2 separate regions of the Macaca mulatta genome follow, and region 1 is linked to region 2. Evidence: chromatin contacts called from public Hi-C data. All regions are on one chromosome and are shown on one strand. Each heading gives the region's core, a stretch centred on a gene start, on an enhancer-like site or on the middle of the called end of the contact. The rest is flanking DNA. Distances are from core to core; before and after follow the strand shown.

Evidence for each region. Hi-C and Micro-C count contacts between places; a contact is called where the count stands out from the background.
Region 1: a Hi-C map of fetal cortex germinal zone shows a contact between it and region 2, with 2.7 times the contacts expected there. The contact joins the promoter of AP1G2 here to the promoter of NGDN in region 2. A contact is called at or near these places in 7 of 14 Hi-C or Micro-C datasets (CD4 T cells, blood, cortical neurons and 4 more).

Annotation. Positions count from the first base shown.
Region 1 is chr7:96,662,476-96,669,596 of T2T-MMU8v2.0, reverse strand. AP1G2 (adaptor related protein complex 1 subunit gamma 2) reads left to right here and starts at 3,804. Exons shown (of 21, transcript NM_001267007.1): 1 at 3,804-4,011; 2 at 4,436-4,560; 3 at 4,703-4,844; 4 at 4,964-5,060; 5 at 5,232-5,308; 6 at 5,422-5,517; 7 at 5,936-6,016; 8 at 6,480-6,578; 9 at 6,753-6,808; 10 at 6,977-7,090. The coding sequence starts at 3,808. LOC144330176 (a long non-coding RNA gene) reads right to left here and starts at 3,836. Exons shown (of 2, transcript XR_013396119.1): 1 at 3,700-3,836; 2 at 3,054-3,356. JPH4 (junctophilin 4) reads left to right here. Exons shown (of 6, transcript NM_001261095.1): 5 at 1-524; 6 at 1,416-1,589. The coding sequence ends at 1,499.
Region 2 is chr7:96,565,434-96,572,505 of T2T-MMU8v2.0, reverse strand. NGDN (neuroguidin) reads right to left here and starts at 4,056. Exons shown (of 11, transcript NM_001266254.1): 1 at 4,021-4,056; 2 at 3,646-3,705; 3 at 2,768-2,839. The coding sequence starts at 4,032.

The DNA of each region.
Region 1 (7,121 bases), core at 2,555-5,054, 97 kb before region 2:
CCAGGCAGGACTCAGAAGGTTCCGACACGGAGCCCCTGGATGAGGACAGCCCTGGGGTGTATGAGAACGGACTGACTCCCTCAGAGGGATCCCCTGAACTGCCCAGCAGTCCTGCCTCCTCCCGCCAACCCTGGCGACCCCCTGCCTGCCGGAGCCCACTGCCTCCTGGAGGGGACCAGGGTCCCTTCTCCAGCCCCAAAGCTTGGCCTGAGGAGTGGGGGGGGCCAGGCGCACAGGCAGAGGAACTAGCTGGCTATGAGGCTGAGGATGAGGCTGGGATGCAAGGGCCAGGGCCCAGAGATGGTTCCCCACTCCTTGGAGGCTGCAGCGACAGTTCAGGAAGTCTTCGAGAGGAGGAGGGGGAGGATGAAGAGCCCCTGCCCCTGCTGAGGGCCCCAGCAGGCACGGAGCCTGAGCCCATCGCTATGCTGGTCCTGAGGGGCTCGTCCTCGAGGGGTCCTGATGCTGGGTGCCTGACAGAAGAACTCGGGGAGCCTGCTGCAACCGAGAGGCCTGCCCAGCCGGTGAGATCCTCTGTCCCTGCTGTGTGTCCTCTTCTCCCAAAGCCTTGCCTCCCACCCTTTCCAGACCTGTCTGATCGCCAGGGGGCTTTTTATCTCCACTCGGCTTCCTCTGCCTGGCCAGTCTTGGACCACATCCCACCTCAAAAAAATAGAGGGTGCTCGAGCTGGAAGGAACCTTACACGCCTACAAGCCTACTCCCTCATTTGACAGATGGGGGAACTGAGGCCCAGAGCACTTAGAGTAACTTGCCCAGGGTTATAAACTAATAATCAATGGGAGAGCCAGAATATTTTTCCCCCGTTCTCCTTCCATATCATTTCCAGCTCTGAGTTTCCTACTCCACCCCCACCCCCACCTCCGCACTTTCTCTCTTTGGTGCCCAGAAATAAAAAAGGAAAAGATTGTTCCCTCCCTACCCTGACTCTCCCTCCCTCTCCTGGGAAGAAGTTGAAATAGGGAAGAAGGCAGAAAACCGGGAGAGGTGGAGTGTCCCTAGAACCCTCTACTCTGATTGGGCTCTAGGCCTTCTGTTTCCTAGCAACCACATCCTCACCCCTTCATCCCTCTGCGTTGCTGCAGTACTGGCTGCTGCTGCCAATGTCTGCTACTAAGGCCAGGCACCTCCTGCCTGGGACACATGATATGCTGATGGGAGGGGACTAGAGGGAGGAGGTGGAAGGGCTGTCCCTGTATTGAAGGTGCCAGAGGAAAGGTGGGGCCCTGCCTGGGAGAAGACAGGGTTTTGCAATCCAAAACAAATGTTGGCGATCCCCCTGCTCCAGGCTCTGCAGGGAGGTACCTGAGACCCTTCAGCTCTGCCACCTCAGCCAGGGCAGGAAGGTGGGCACTGTCCTTGGGGACTGAGTCTGCTTCCCCCTCTGTCTCTCTAGGGAGCTGCCAACCCCCTGGTGGTGGGAGCCGTGGCCCTCCTGGACCTCAGCCTGGCGTTCCTGTTCTCCCAGCTCCTCACCTGAGGCTACTTCCTGGCCTGGTTCTGGCTTTGGTTGCGTGCCTCTTCACCCCTTTGACCTGCCTTTTTTCTCTTCTCCTCTTCCTGGCTGTTTTTCCTATCTTTCTTTATCTTCTTCCTTTCTTTTCTGTGCTCCTTTGTTTTTTTTCTCTCGCTTTCTCTTTCCCTCTCTTCTTTCAGATTATCTCATTTCTTCTGGATCTGTCTCTGTGTTCCTCACTCCCTTCCCCATTCCAACCCCTTCTTTCTCTAGATTGTTTACATATGAAGGGCTTTTCTCTCTCAGAGTTGCTGTCTTCTCTGAGACACACAAATCTAAGTCAGACCATTGCCCCACGCCCTCCCACCTTTTCTTTAGACCTCAACTTCGATGCGGGTGGGGGTTTGGTGTCCTAAGGAGACTCCTGGAAGCTGAATGGAAAGGAGGAGGAAGAAAATGAAGAAGGAGTGATTGAATGCCGGGCAAGGGACAGGCTGCGCTGCTGTGGCTCCCTAGCCTGAGGGGCCTGCTGTCCCTCTGAGGCCTAGTGAAAAAGCTGCAGGAGGTGCATCCTCCACCTCTAATCTTGGAGGCTATTAGCTCACCTCCAAGCACTGAGCTGGGTTCCTGCCCAATTCCATCCTTCCCTGAGGGAGAGAAGGGAAGTGAAAAGTAGAATAACTCCCTACCATTTCCCTCTTTTTCTCCTCATCGGCCAGCCCCTCCTCCAGCCCCCTCTGGTGGCATGCCATGCCAAGAGCAACGTGTAAAGGAACAGAGAATATCCAATGCAGTCAAGTCCACCCCGCCCAGACTTTGCCACTGCCTTCTCCCACCCTTCTGTCTCCCCCACAATAGTTTATTTGGTTGGTCTGGACTCACTTGTGGCCTTTGATTAAATTCCTAAGGGGCCTGAAGAAGACATTTCTACTGCAGAGGGTTAGAGGCACTTGAGCAAGGCCCCCACACCCCAACTCTGGGAGTTGTGGTCGGGGGAGGCACTTCTTGGGGATAGGACCAGACAAGATAACAGGAGCTCACAAGGAAGCAGAAGCTGTGACAAGTTTAGTAGTCTCAAAATGGGTTATGTCCCTTCCCCCTTCACATCAGAATCTTGTGAAATGGGAAAACAACAGAAGGAGGGGATCAAAGAAAGCTGATCTCACATGCTTCCCAGGCAGGGCAGAGGTGGGAGTCAAACCTGGGTGACAGGTGGGTGGAGAGCCCTGTTTGAGGTTGTGGTTGATCCCTCTCTGGTATTAGCTTTTCCCCTGGGAGCAGGAAGCCCTAGGAAGAGGGGACTGTAGGGTCCCCAGGGGATCTTTCCTCCCTCCCCTGCATGAGGCAGAGGCAAGCTGCCTGCCAACCCCCTCCCTCAAGGAATGGCCTTGCCCGGGAATGCCCACCACACATACCCTCTTTTTTTCTAGTCAAACTCTGTTTATTCCTTGGCTTGCCTCCCTCCTTCCTCCCCTCTCAACCTTTACTTCTGATTTCTATTTCATGGAATTTGGGATTGAAGTTAAACTACAACAGTGCCGCCAACACCAAGTCTTGCAGGAAAAAAATACAAAGAAATTTAACAAAAAAAAAATATATTAATAAAAAAGTTCAAAAAAGGGGGGGGATTGTCATCTCCTTTGGGGTGCGATGGCTTCAAATCCAAACTGAGGCTCTCCGGGTGGTGACGATGTGCGAGGAGGCCTCTTGAAGAACTCCAGGCCTATCATGCTGTCTGTCCGCTAAAGCCTGAGGCTCGAGGTCAGAGGATCCAGGAAGGCTCTGCAGTCGGCCCAGGAGGGCGGGGTCCCGTGGTGGAGGCGGGGAGAGGGAAGGACCGCACTGATCACCAACCCCTGCTCTGCCCCGTACCAGGAAGCGCTGGGGGGCAGAGGAGCGGAGTTGAGGCAGAAGCCAGGTGAGGCTGGAGTCGTGGGGGTAGGCAGGCTGTCGCTGCCGCTGCCTGAGATGGAAATCGGGGGAGGAAGCTCGCGGAAGAAACAGCGGAGGGTCGTGGAAAGAAAGCAATGGCTAAGCTAGGGATGGGGTACCAGGTAGGGGGAGGAAACGGGAGAAATAGGTGGGGCTCCAGCGCATGCTCAATAGGAAGGGGCGCCGGTAGGGTGTCGACGCATGCGTAGTGGGCTTCTCGGGCGGTGGGGTGGTCGCGGAATTTGGAGACCTACTTCGGGAAAGGTAAAATGCGGGAGCAATTTTAGGGTACCTGTGGGACCTGGGCTCTTAGGGTCCTGACACAGGACGCGCCTGGGCCGAAAACCCAGGCACGCCCGGCCAGAGAGTGTTTCTTCACTCCCGGACTCTGCCAGTCAGAATGGTGGCGCCTTCGCTGAAGCTTCAGGACCTCATCGAAGAGATTCGCGGGGCCAAGACTCAGGCCCAGGAGCGGGAGGTGATCCAAAAGGAGTGCGCCCACATCCGGGCCTCCTTCCGCGATGGGGACCCAGTGCACAGGCACCGGCAGCTGGCCAAACTGCTCTACGTCCACATGTTGGGCTACCCCGCCCACTTTGGACAGGTACTGGCCAGGAATACCTCCCTCCTGAGCTTGATGAAGGCTAGTGGGGCAGAGTCACGGACTCTCTCACCTGTTTATGCCCTGGTTTTTAAAATTCTACAATTTCAGAGTCATCACAGGCTGCACTGCAAACCTCTTTCCCCATTGCTACCCCTACTGGTCATCATCTGGCCTGAACCCTTCATTCTCTGGCCAGCCTCGTTTAGGGCAGGCACCTCCTCCTTTCCTCTCCCATCCTCCTCAACTCCTAGTTCCTCCTACCCACTAACGCCTGAATTTCCTAAGCTTCTCCTCTTGTTGAAGGGAGAGTGATGAGATAGGATGCCCCACAGGTTAATCTGGTTTTAAAGAGGAAGATGGAACAGGGATGTGAGTGTCTGTGGTTTCACCCCTGCCTCTTCCTGGTTTGCCCCCTTGACTATAGATGGAGTGCCTGAAACTGATCGCCTCCTCCAGATTCACAGACAAGAGGGTGGGCTACCTGGGGGCCATGCTTCTATTGGATGAGAGGCACGATGCCCACCTGCTCATTACCAACAGCATCAAGAAGTGAGAGGGTTCTGGCAATCACTTGGAATCAGGGAGATGGGAGAGTAGGGACCTTGGAAATCCCAGGGGACTGCCTGTTGTGGGTATTGAAAAGGACTGATTTTCTCAGAGGTTTGACTGACCGTCCTCCCAAACCCTGCAGTGACCTGAGCCAGGGGATTCAGCCAGTACAAGGCCTGGCCTTGTGCACTTTGAGCACCATGGGCTCTGCTGAGATGTGCCGAGACCTGGCCCCAGAGGTGGAGAAACTGCTCCTGCAGCCCAGTCCCTACGTGCGCAAGAAGGTGAGATGGTGGGACTCCTGGCACTTGCTCCTGCAGATACTGCCTGCTGTGTGCCATATAGTAGTAGATGCAGGGGTCAATCCCCTCTGACCCCTGTCTGAGGCCCCGGACCTCTGCAGGCTATTCTGACTGCAGTGCACATGATCCGGAAGGTCCCTGAACTCTCCAGCGTCTTCCTCCCACCCTGTGTCCACCTGCTTCACGAGCGTCACCATGGTAAGGCTGTGGGGCTCCCCATCCTTTGCTTCAGCTCTGTGGACAGAAGAATTGAAAATTGGATGGGAACACCAGCTCATAGGAGAAGGGTAGCGGACACACACAGGCACACACGCAATAGACTCTCTTGCCCCTGGCCCCCACCATTCACTTCCCCGACCCTGACCCCAGGCATCCTGCTGGGCACCATCACGCTGATCACGGAGCTCTGCGAACGAAGCCCTGCAGCCCTCAGGCACTTCCGAAAGGTGGGCTGGTGAAGGGGCAGGCCCTGGGCCTGAAGAGAGGGTCAGTGGGGAAGGAATGGGGCTTTAGCTGGAGAGGATTAGAACAAATGCCCAAAGTTGTGCCCTCCCTCCAGGTGGTACCCCAGCTGGTACAGATCCTCCGGACTCTGGTGACAACGGGATACTCCACAGAACACAGCATATCTGGAGTCAGCGACCCCTTCCTGCAGGTGGGGTGACCTTTCACTGCTGTATCCCTGGAACAGAGAGGGCATAGCAGTAAGACCATGACCAGTGGTCTCCTCCAAGAGAACACTGGCCCTCTCAGTGTCCTGGGCAGCAGAATAGCAGGCACAGGATTGCTCAGGTCATCCCAGGACCTGTGAGGGGAGAGAGAATGCCTAAAAGTCAGGAAAATACAGTTTGGTAACAATTTTTTTTTAAGCCTGTCCTAAACTCCCCTGGCCTCAGACACCTCTGTTCCCCTCCCAGGACCAAGGGACCTGTGGAGGTGAGGAGGTGTGGGGAGGATCTAGGGAGCGAGCCAGACCCTCACAGTGCTCTCCTCCATGTTAGAGTTTTCTCCTCAGCTCCATGACTCCTTATCCTGTGAACCCCTTCACCTTTCAATTTTCAACCCAACCTCAGGTCCAGATACTTCGTCTGCTTCGGATCCTGGGCCGGAACCACGAGGAGAGCAGTGAGACCATGAATGACTTGCTGGCCCAGGTCGGGGCTGGGAGGAGGGCACTGGTTAGCTGTGTTGCTTGGAGACCCCACCAGCCCTGGGTGCCCCTCACTTGACTCCTCACTGTGCAGTGGCCATATCATTGCCTCTCCGTCTCCTCTAGACAGTGAACTCCATGAAGAAGGGACACAGTCTGTCTTAGTGCTATTGCCCCAGTGCCCAGGCTGGCCCTGGCACATAGTAGAGGCTAAGGGAACTTTGTTGGATGGTTGAAGGCTGGACAGATGACATGTTAGAGTCCTTCAAGAGACCTGAGGATTACCCGGGCTTGTTGGCATGTGCCTGTAGTCCTAGCCACTCAGGAGGCTGAGGCAGGAGGATCACCTAAGCCTGGGAGGTCAAGGCTGCAGTGAGCTGTGGGTGACAGAGTGAGACCCTGTATCAAAAGAAACGGAGACCTGAGGAGGGCCCTGAGCAGATACATCTCCTCTCTCCTCCACTCAGGTGGCCACTAACACAGACACCAGCCGAAATGCCGGGAATGCGGTCCTGTTTGAGACAGTACTCACCATCATGGATATCCGCTCTGCAGCTGGCCTACGGGTATCATCCCTTATGCCTCTCCCACTATGGCCCCGCCCACCACCTCACCCACACAGGTCCTGCTTGCTGGTTTCTTCCTCCTAGCCCCATCGTGTTGCGCCAATGTGTTCTCACTCCTCAATGGCTGAGCAGGTTGCTTCTTTCCTGGCTGACCCCAGCTTCTGCCTCTCATAGGTTCTAGCTGTCAACATTCTTGGCCGCTTCCTACTCAACAGTGACAGGAACATTAGGTAATAGTCCCAACTGTCTACCTAGGCTGTGCCACTGATCCCCTGGCCCTCTGCCCTCCTTCCTCCAGAGCTTCCTGATCCATTTCTCTCTTACCCCTATACTCAAGACAGGATGGGGACTGGGGGCTGATGGCCATGGTGTGATAGAACCTCCCCCATCCTGACCAGGTATGTAGCCCTGACATCATTGCTTCGACTGGTGCAGTCTGATCACAGTGCTGTGCAGCGGCATCGGCCCACTGTGGTGGATTGTCTACAGGAAACTGATGCCTCCCTCAGCCGGTGAGCAGTGATACAGGGGACGGGAGGGCAG
Region 2 (7,072 bases), core at 2,807-5,306:
AGCATCCTAAGTAGCTGGAATTACAGGTGCCTGCCACCATGCCTGGCTAATTTTTTGTATTTGTAGTAGAGACGGGGTTTCACCATGAATGGCCAGGCTGGTCTCGAACTCCTGACCTCATGATCCAGCCGCCTCAGGCTCCCAAAGCGCTGGGATTACAGCCGTGACCCACTGCGCCAGGCCAACCTCAGTCTTATCAGTAAAATATGTATGATATGTCCTTCCTGCCACAAAGAACAACCATGAGGCTCAAACAAGATAATGTGAAAGTACTTTGTAATCTATAAAGCACCTAGTAAAACTCTTTGGTCAAAAAGATAAGTTAATATGTATTTGTTCAATAAACAAACAAATATATAGTGATATAAGAAGGATGCTGGCAACTCATCCATCTCCAAAAGGCACTGAAATGGTTCAAAGCATGGTACCCAAGGCCAGGTATGGCGGCTCACACCTGCAATCCTAGCAATTTGGGATGCCGAGGCAGGTGGATCACCTGAGGTCAGGAGTTCGAGACCAGCCTGGCTAACGTAGTAAAACCTTGTCTCTACTAAAAACACAAAATTAGCCATGAGTAGTGGCGGGCACCTGTAATCCCAGCTACTCGGGAGGCTGAGGCAGGAGAATCACTTGAACCCAGGAGGCAGAGGTTGCAGTGAGCCAGGATCATGCCACTGCACTCCAGCCTGTGTGACAAAGGGAGACTCCATCTCAAAAAAACAAAACAAAAAAGCATGATACCCAGGACAAAAACAGGTAAGAATTTGAGAAGCAGGCTCTTCCGATATGCTTGGGCATTGTCAAATTCAAACTGAGCTACAAGCATATGAGAGAAAAACAAAGACTTAAATTTTTTAAAATAAAAATGGACAATAAGAACATAAGTGAATGATAAAGGCAAGAAGGGAATATATTTTGAATGCTGTTAGTTATCTTTCTGTAAGCACAAATTTGCTGTAACTCCTGTGCTTAAAACTCCTTCAGTGATTCTTATTACAATGATTTTCATACTTGTGTTTACCCATAGAATATTTGGCTTAAATATCTTAGGACAAAAGCTCAATATGTAAAAACAGATAATACCAGAGTTTTCCAGTTAAGCAGGGATGAGAGGTCCAGAGTTGTTGTTCTACAGTGCCCCCAACCAGTAATCCCTGAGAAGGTTCTACCAGACCTTAATTTGAAAACTACATATTTCAATTGTTGTTGTTTTGTTTTTTTTCAGATGGAACCTTGCTCTGTCACCCAGGCTGGAGTGCAGTGGCGTGATCTTGGCTCACTGCAACCTCTACCTCCTGAGTTCAAGCGATTCTCCTGCCTCAGCCTCCCAAGTAACTGGGATTACAGACAGGCACATGCCCCCATGCCTGGCTAATTTTTGTATTTTTAGTGAAGATGGGGTTTTGCCATGTTGGCCAGGCTGGTCTCGAACTCCTGACCTCAGATGATCTATCCGCCACAATCTCCTAAAGTGCTGGAATTATAGGTGTGAGCTACCTTTTTTTCTTAGCCAGGCCCCTTTTTTTTTTTTTTTTAAGACAGTCTCACTCTGTTGCCCAGGCTGGAGTGCGCTGGTGCAATTGTGGCTGATGGCAGCCTCGACCTCCTGGGCTCAAGCGATCCATTCACCTCAGCCTCCCGAGTAGCTGGGACTATGGGCACACGCCACTGCACCCAGCTAATTTTTTATTTTTTTGTAGAGACAGGTCTCACCACGTTGCTCAGGCTGGTCTCAAACCCATGGGCTCAAGCAATCCTCCCACTTTGGCCCCCCGAAGTGCTGCGATTACAGGCGCATATTTCAATTTTAAGATGCACATTGTTTTCATATTTTAACATCTCTGAAATCAGGATGCATGTTTCAGTCACTGGCATCTTGGTATTATGTCATGAGGAATTTTTTTTTTTTTTTTTTTTTTTTGAGACAGGGTCTTGCTCTGTCACCCAGGCTGAATGCAGTGGCACAACCACAGCTCACTGCAGCCTCAACCTCCCAGGCTCAAGCAATCCTCTGGCCTCAGCATCCCGAGTGGCTGGGACTACAGGCACATGCCAGCATGTATGGCTAATTTTTAACTTTTGTAGAGACAGGGTCTCACTGTGTTACCCAGGTTGGTCCCGAGCTCCTGAGCTCAAGCAATCCTCCAGCCTCAGCCTCCTGAAGTGCTGGAATTACAGGCATGAGCCACCAGGCCCAGCCTGTTACATTTTTTCTTAATATACACAATAAGTGATATGTCCCAATTAATAAGTGTCTTAGATTAGATGAAATCTGAGAGTAACTCCTCATTTGGCCTACAATGATCTTCAGAGTGACTACTTTTCCAGTCTTATTTCCTACCCCCACCACACATAACACAGAAAGTACATCCTATCACAAAAACGGCTTCCTCCTTTCCCATAATATCACATACTTTCAGGCCTTTGTGCATTTGCACATGTTCCTTCTTTCTGTCCCTCCTGTTTATTCCTCAAAATCCTATCACCTCCTCTGGGAAGCCTGTCCTGAATCCCTCTGCTCTTCTGGCAGTTAATTAATCCCTCTCTTTGGCTGGAGACTCCTCATAACTCTGTAATGTGATTGCTACTATTAATACTTACGTCTATTGCTTTGCTTTGTCTTCCCACTAGACTTCAGCACAGAAACTGAATCGTATTTATGTTTGAAGCTCGAGCACTTAGGATATATAAGACACAATAAACATACAATGAAAGAACTACTGAGAACGTTAAGTCAGGGGATGCTTACTGTTTGTGTACATCTTACCTTTTCTGTAGGATAGGCACCAGCTTGAACTTTTTGTGTCAGTGATTGCACTTGTGCCGTTATAGCCATCACCTGAAATTAGCCCAAATGAAACAACGGACTAGACTATATCAAATCATGTCTGCAAACTGTGAAGAGCAAAAGCTAAACAATGCCACCTAAAAATCACCTGAAACACTGTCTAAAGTATAGTACTATCTTCTCACTTCTGGGAAAGTATAGGAGAGATGGTCCTTCAAAAAGTAAAAAAAACAAAAACTTTCCATTTCTTAAAGAAGAGACCATCTTTTACTGAACCATAGGGAGGAGAAAAGAACTGGGACAGTAGTGACTGGAGGACTGTAATTTTGTTTGTACTGGCTGAACTTACAATACATAAAACTACAAAACTCCCCGACTTATGTCTTAATTTCCACTTTACAAGGGTGCAAAAGCAATATGCATTCGGTAGAAACCGTCCTGTTCTCTCGTGATGCTGGGCAGCGGCATCAAGCCAAAATTTTGACTTATGAGATTTTCGTATTACAATGGGTTTATCAGGCCATAACCTCCATCGTTAAGTCAAGAAGCCTCTGTATTTAAGTGTGTATTACCTGGGCACCCAACGGGCAAATCATGTTACCATTCCAAGCACTGGTTTCCTTAGCTATATGAATAAGGGAAAACTATTCAAATAATTTCTTTTTGGCGTTTCTTGTATTCCCTTGGGTGCAGAATCAATTACTTAGAACTCTGGCCTGGAAAGGTTTTCATTACATCACTTTACTCTTACGGTTTTTGGGAGCATTCATGTATCTCAATCACCAAAGTTTTGAAGTGAAGTACATAAAGTCAAGGCCAATCCATGACTAATTTATTCCAGAGGCGACACTACTCACTTGCTCCTGGAGATTTTTCAGAAGTGTCACGGCACTTGGCAGGTCTGACTCCAGCACCCCCTACAGAAGGGAGAGGAGGAGTAAAGAAAAGTCATTCTTTCCTCAGGATTATAAGAAGGCGGAACGTCTAGGTTGGGAAACTGCCCTCTCTCCGTCTGACACCCCAGACTCGGGGCCTTCACACTCCTCTTCACAGACTCGCCCTAAAGCCAGCCCCTTGAGTTACTGGACAGGAACAGTAACTCTAGGGAGGCCGCCTCCCTGAAGCAACTTTCATCACCACCCTTCCCTGGTACCAACAGTTTGCCTCCAGCCGCTGAAGGGAAAGGAAAACTCCACAATAGCTACGAGAGGAAGAAACCACATCAAACTCACCGGCGCCGCCATCTTCGCAAAGCCCACCCCTTCCGGTTCCGTACTTCCTGAGCGCTAAGGGCGTCTTGATAGATTTGATAGACAACTGCCGCTTGCAAACCTAAGCCAATACGAATAAGGCCTCTCTCACTTCCGCCCTCAACGGGATAAACGAGAGGAGGAGTCTGATCTGGCCAATGGAATAAAGGAACTGGCTAAATTCGTCAGACTCAGCGATGTCAGGACCAAAAAAAAAAAAAGCACTTGGCAAAGAGCGTGTGATTGGTAGACTGAGTAAAATGATTGACGGCAAGCCAATAAGAGATAGGCAAATAGTTGATTGACAGTTGGAAGGACCAATAGAAAAAAGGAATTAGCAGCGCGAACTTAGCGCTTATTGGCTCCCGTCTGCCGCAGAACCCAGAGTCTTTTTTCACGGCACTTTTCTTGTAGTGCCTGAACAGGCCGCTAGGTGACGGGCCTCGGCTTCGCTTTGCGGTGTCGACGTTGCGGAGCCGCCATTGCTGGCTGCTCATCCAACGGCCACCGCGCCAAATTCCTCACAGACCCGGTGGCCCTGGAATCGATTCTGTAACAATACTCCTTGTGTGACCGTGGACAAGTCACTCGGTCTCTGAGCCTTCTTCATCTGTAAATAAGAGAGCGGGGCCAGAGAAGCCCAGAGCCAGAGTTTAGAAACTGACTGCGAGGACACCTACTCTCTTGATGTGCACCGTGGGGCGCTGAGAAACGGCCCCGACACTCTTCGCTCCTACCAGTTGGGGACATGAAAAGAATGTTTTACAAGTTGGGGAACCGTTCATATTTACATGACTTACCCCGGTCACCCAGGTCTTCAGCAGCAGAACTTGGTTCAGACTCGAGCAGTGCATGTTTCAATATGACCTGCCTCACCATTACCCAATGCTTTCAGATGTGTTCACTCACTCTGGTTTTTCACAGGCTGGTGAAGTAGATTGGACGGATATTCATTGTTCCCATCACATGCCTTAGGAAATAAAGCACTGAAAGGGTGAATGATAGTGTATAATTTTTGTTCACAACCGTCTAGCAGAGCTGGGTCTAGAAATCAGATCTTCCTGACTTGAAGCTGCTTTTGTTTTTTTTGTTTTGTTTTGTTTTGTTTTTTTTTTTTTGAGACGGAGTCTCGCTGTGTCTCCCAGGCTGGAGTGCAGTGGCGTGATCTCGGCTCACTGCAAGCTCCGCCTCCCGGGTTCACGCCATTCTCCTGCCTCAGCCTCCCAAGTAGCTGAGACTACAGGCGCCCGCCACCACGCCCGGCTAGTTTTTTGTATTTTTAGTAGAGACGGGGTTTCACCATGTTAGCCAGGATAGTCTCGATCTCCTGACCTCGTGATCCACCCGCCTCGGCCTCCCAAAGTGCTGGGATTACAGGCTTGAGCCACCGCGCCCGGCTAAAGCTGCTTTTGGAATTAAGAATAACACCCGTATCTGGGCAGCTGGGGTGAGGAAATCCTGGTATCTAGGTCTTGCTGGAATCAAGAAAGCAGGAGGGCGTTCAGTCCCCACTCCTCTGACATTTATTTGCTGCTTCAGGCCTAGTGTGGAAGCTCAGGATGCTGTTGCAGCATACTTAGTCAATTATCCAGTAGCTTTTGTAATGTTTTATCAAGATTTGTATTATGAAAAGTTTCTGTTTCTACATAAATTTTCGGACCTGTCTAGTTAAATCAGCAATAAACTTTTTGGGGAACTTGAAATTTAGTTTGTTCATATGCTTTATGACATCAATGAGAAAACAAATTGCACTGCCATATTTTGGTCTTGATTTTTTTTTCTTTTTTTTTTTTGAGACGGAGTCTTGTACTGTCGCCCGGGCTGGAGTGCAGTGTCACAATCTCGAATCTCGGCTCACTGCAACTTCCGCCTCCCTGTTCAAGCGATTCTCCTGCCTCAGCCTCCTGAGTAGCTGGAATTAGAGGCACCCGTCACCATGCCCAGCTCATTTTTTGTATTTTTAGTGGAGACGGAGTTTCACTATGTTGACCAGGCTGGTCTCAAACTCCTGACCTTGCCATCTGCCTGCCTCGGCCTCCCAAAGTGCTAGGATTACAGGCATGAGCCTCCACTCCCAGCCTTAATTATTAAAATAATTGTCCACCAGGAACGGTGACTTAAGCCTGTAGTCCCAGCTACTCTGGAGGCTGAGGCAGGAGAATCACTTGAGCCCATGTGTTCAAGGCAGCATTGAGCCATGATCATGCCACTGCACTCCAGCCTGGGTGATGGAGCAAGACCCTATCTCTAAAAAAAAAAAGGTGACAGAGGGGGACCTCATCTCTAAAAATCTAAAATATTTGTCAACTATAGGGGCAGAAAAGTGTGATACCTTTCCTCACCCATCATAAGGGTCATAGAATACACTCCTATAACAAAAGACAAGTTAACAAGAAAAAAGTTCGGTGAATTTATTTAAAGTTTTACCTGACACAGGAGCCTTCAGAAATGAAGATTCAAAGACCCAGGGAAAACTGTCCATTTTTATGGTTAGGTTTGGTGAAGAATGGACAGTGAGTAGAAATGTGACAGGACAAAAAGAGTATGATCTGACAGAAATAGACTGGGGGGGGAAACCCAGCAAGGCCTGTCTGTTCAGATTTTTCTTAGCCTCTCTAGATAACAATCCTTTTGGGTATAGGGAATGTGAAAGGAAAATAACTTGGGACCACAGTTCACTATGCCAAAAGAAAAAAATTAAATTCAACGCAGTCATGCAAGCAACTGCCTTTGCTTTTGTTCCTAAGTGGATAGCTACAGATAAAATGTTAAATATCTCTACAAGGATCTACTGTGTGTTCACCTTATCTTGTGTGCCAATTTACTGAGCCTGAAACAAATACCAATTGACTATTCCCCTACCTGCTCCCTTTCTCTTGCAACATGTGGATTAGTGTACCCTCCCTTTTTCCCCTCCAGCTTACTTTTCCCCTTTTAATAGTGAAGCCCTGAAAGTCACCTTTGGAAAAAGGCACAAGCCTCACTCCCAGACACGTCCTTAATCTTGGCAAAATAAACTTCTAAATTGATTGAG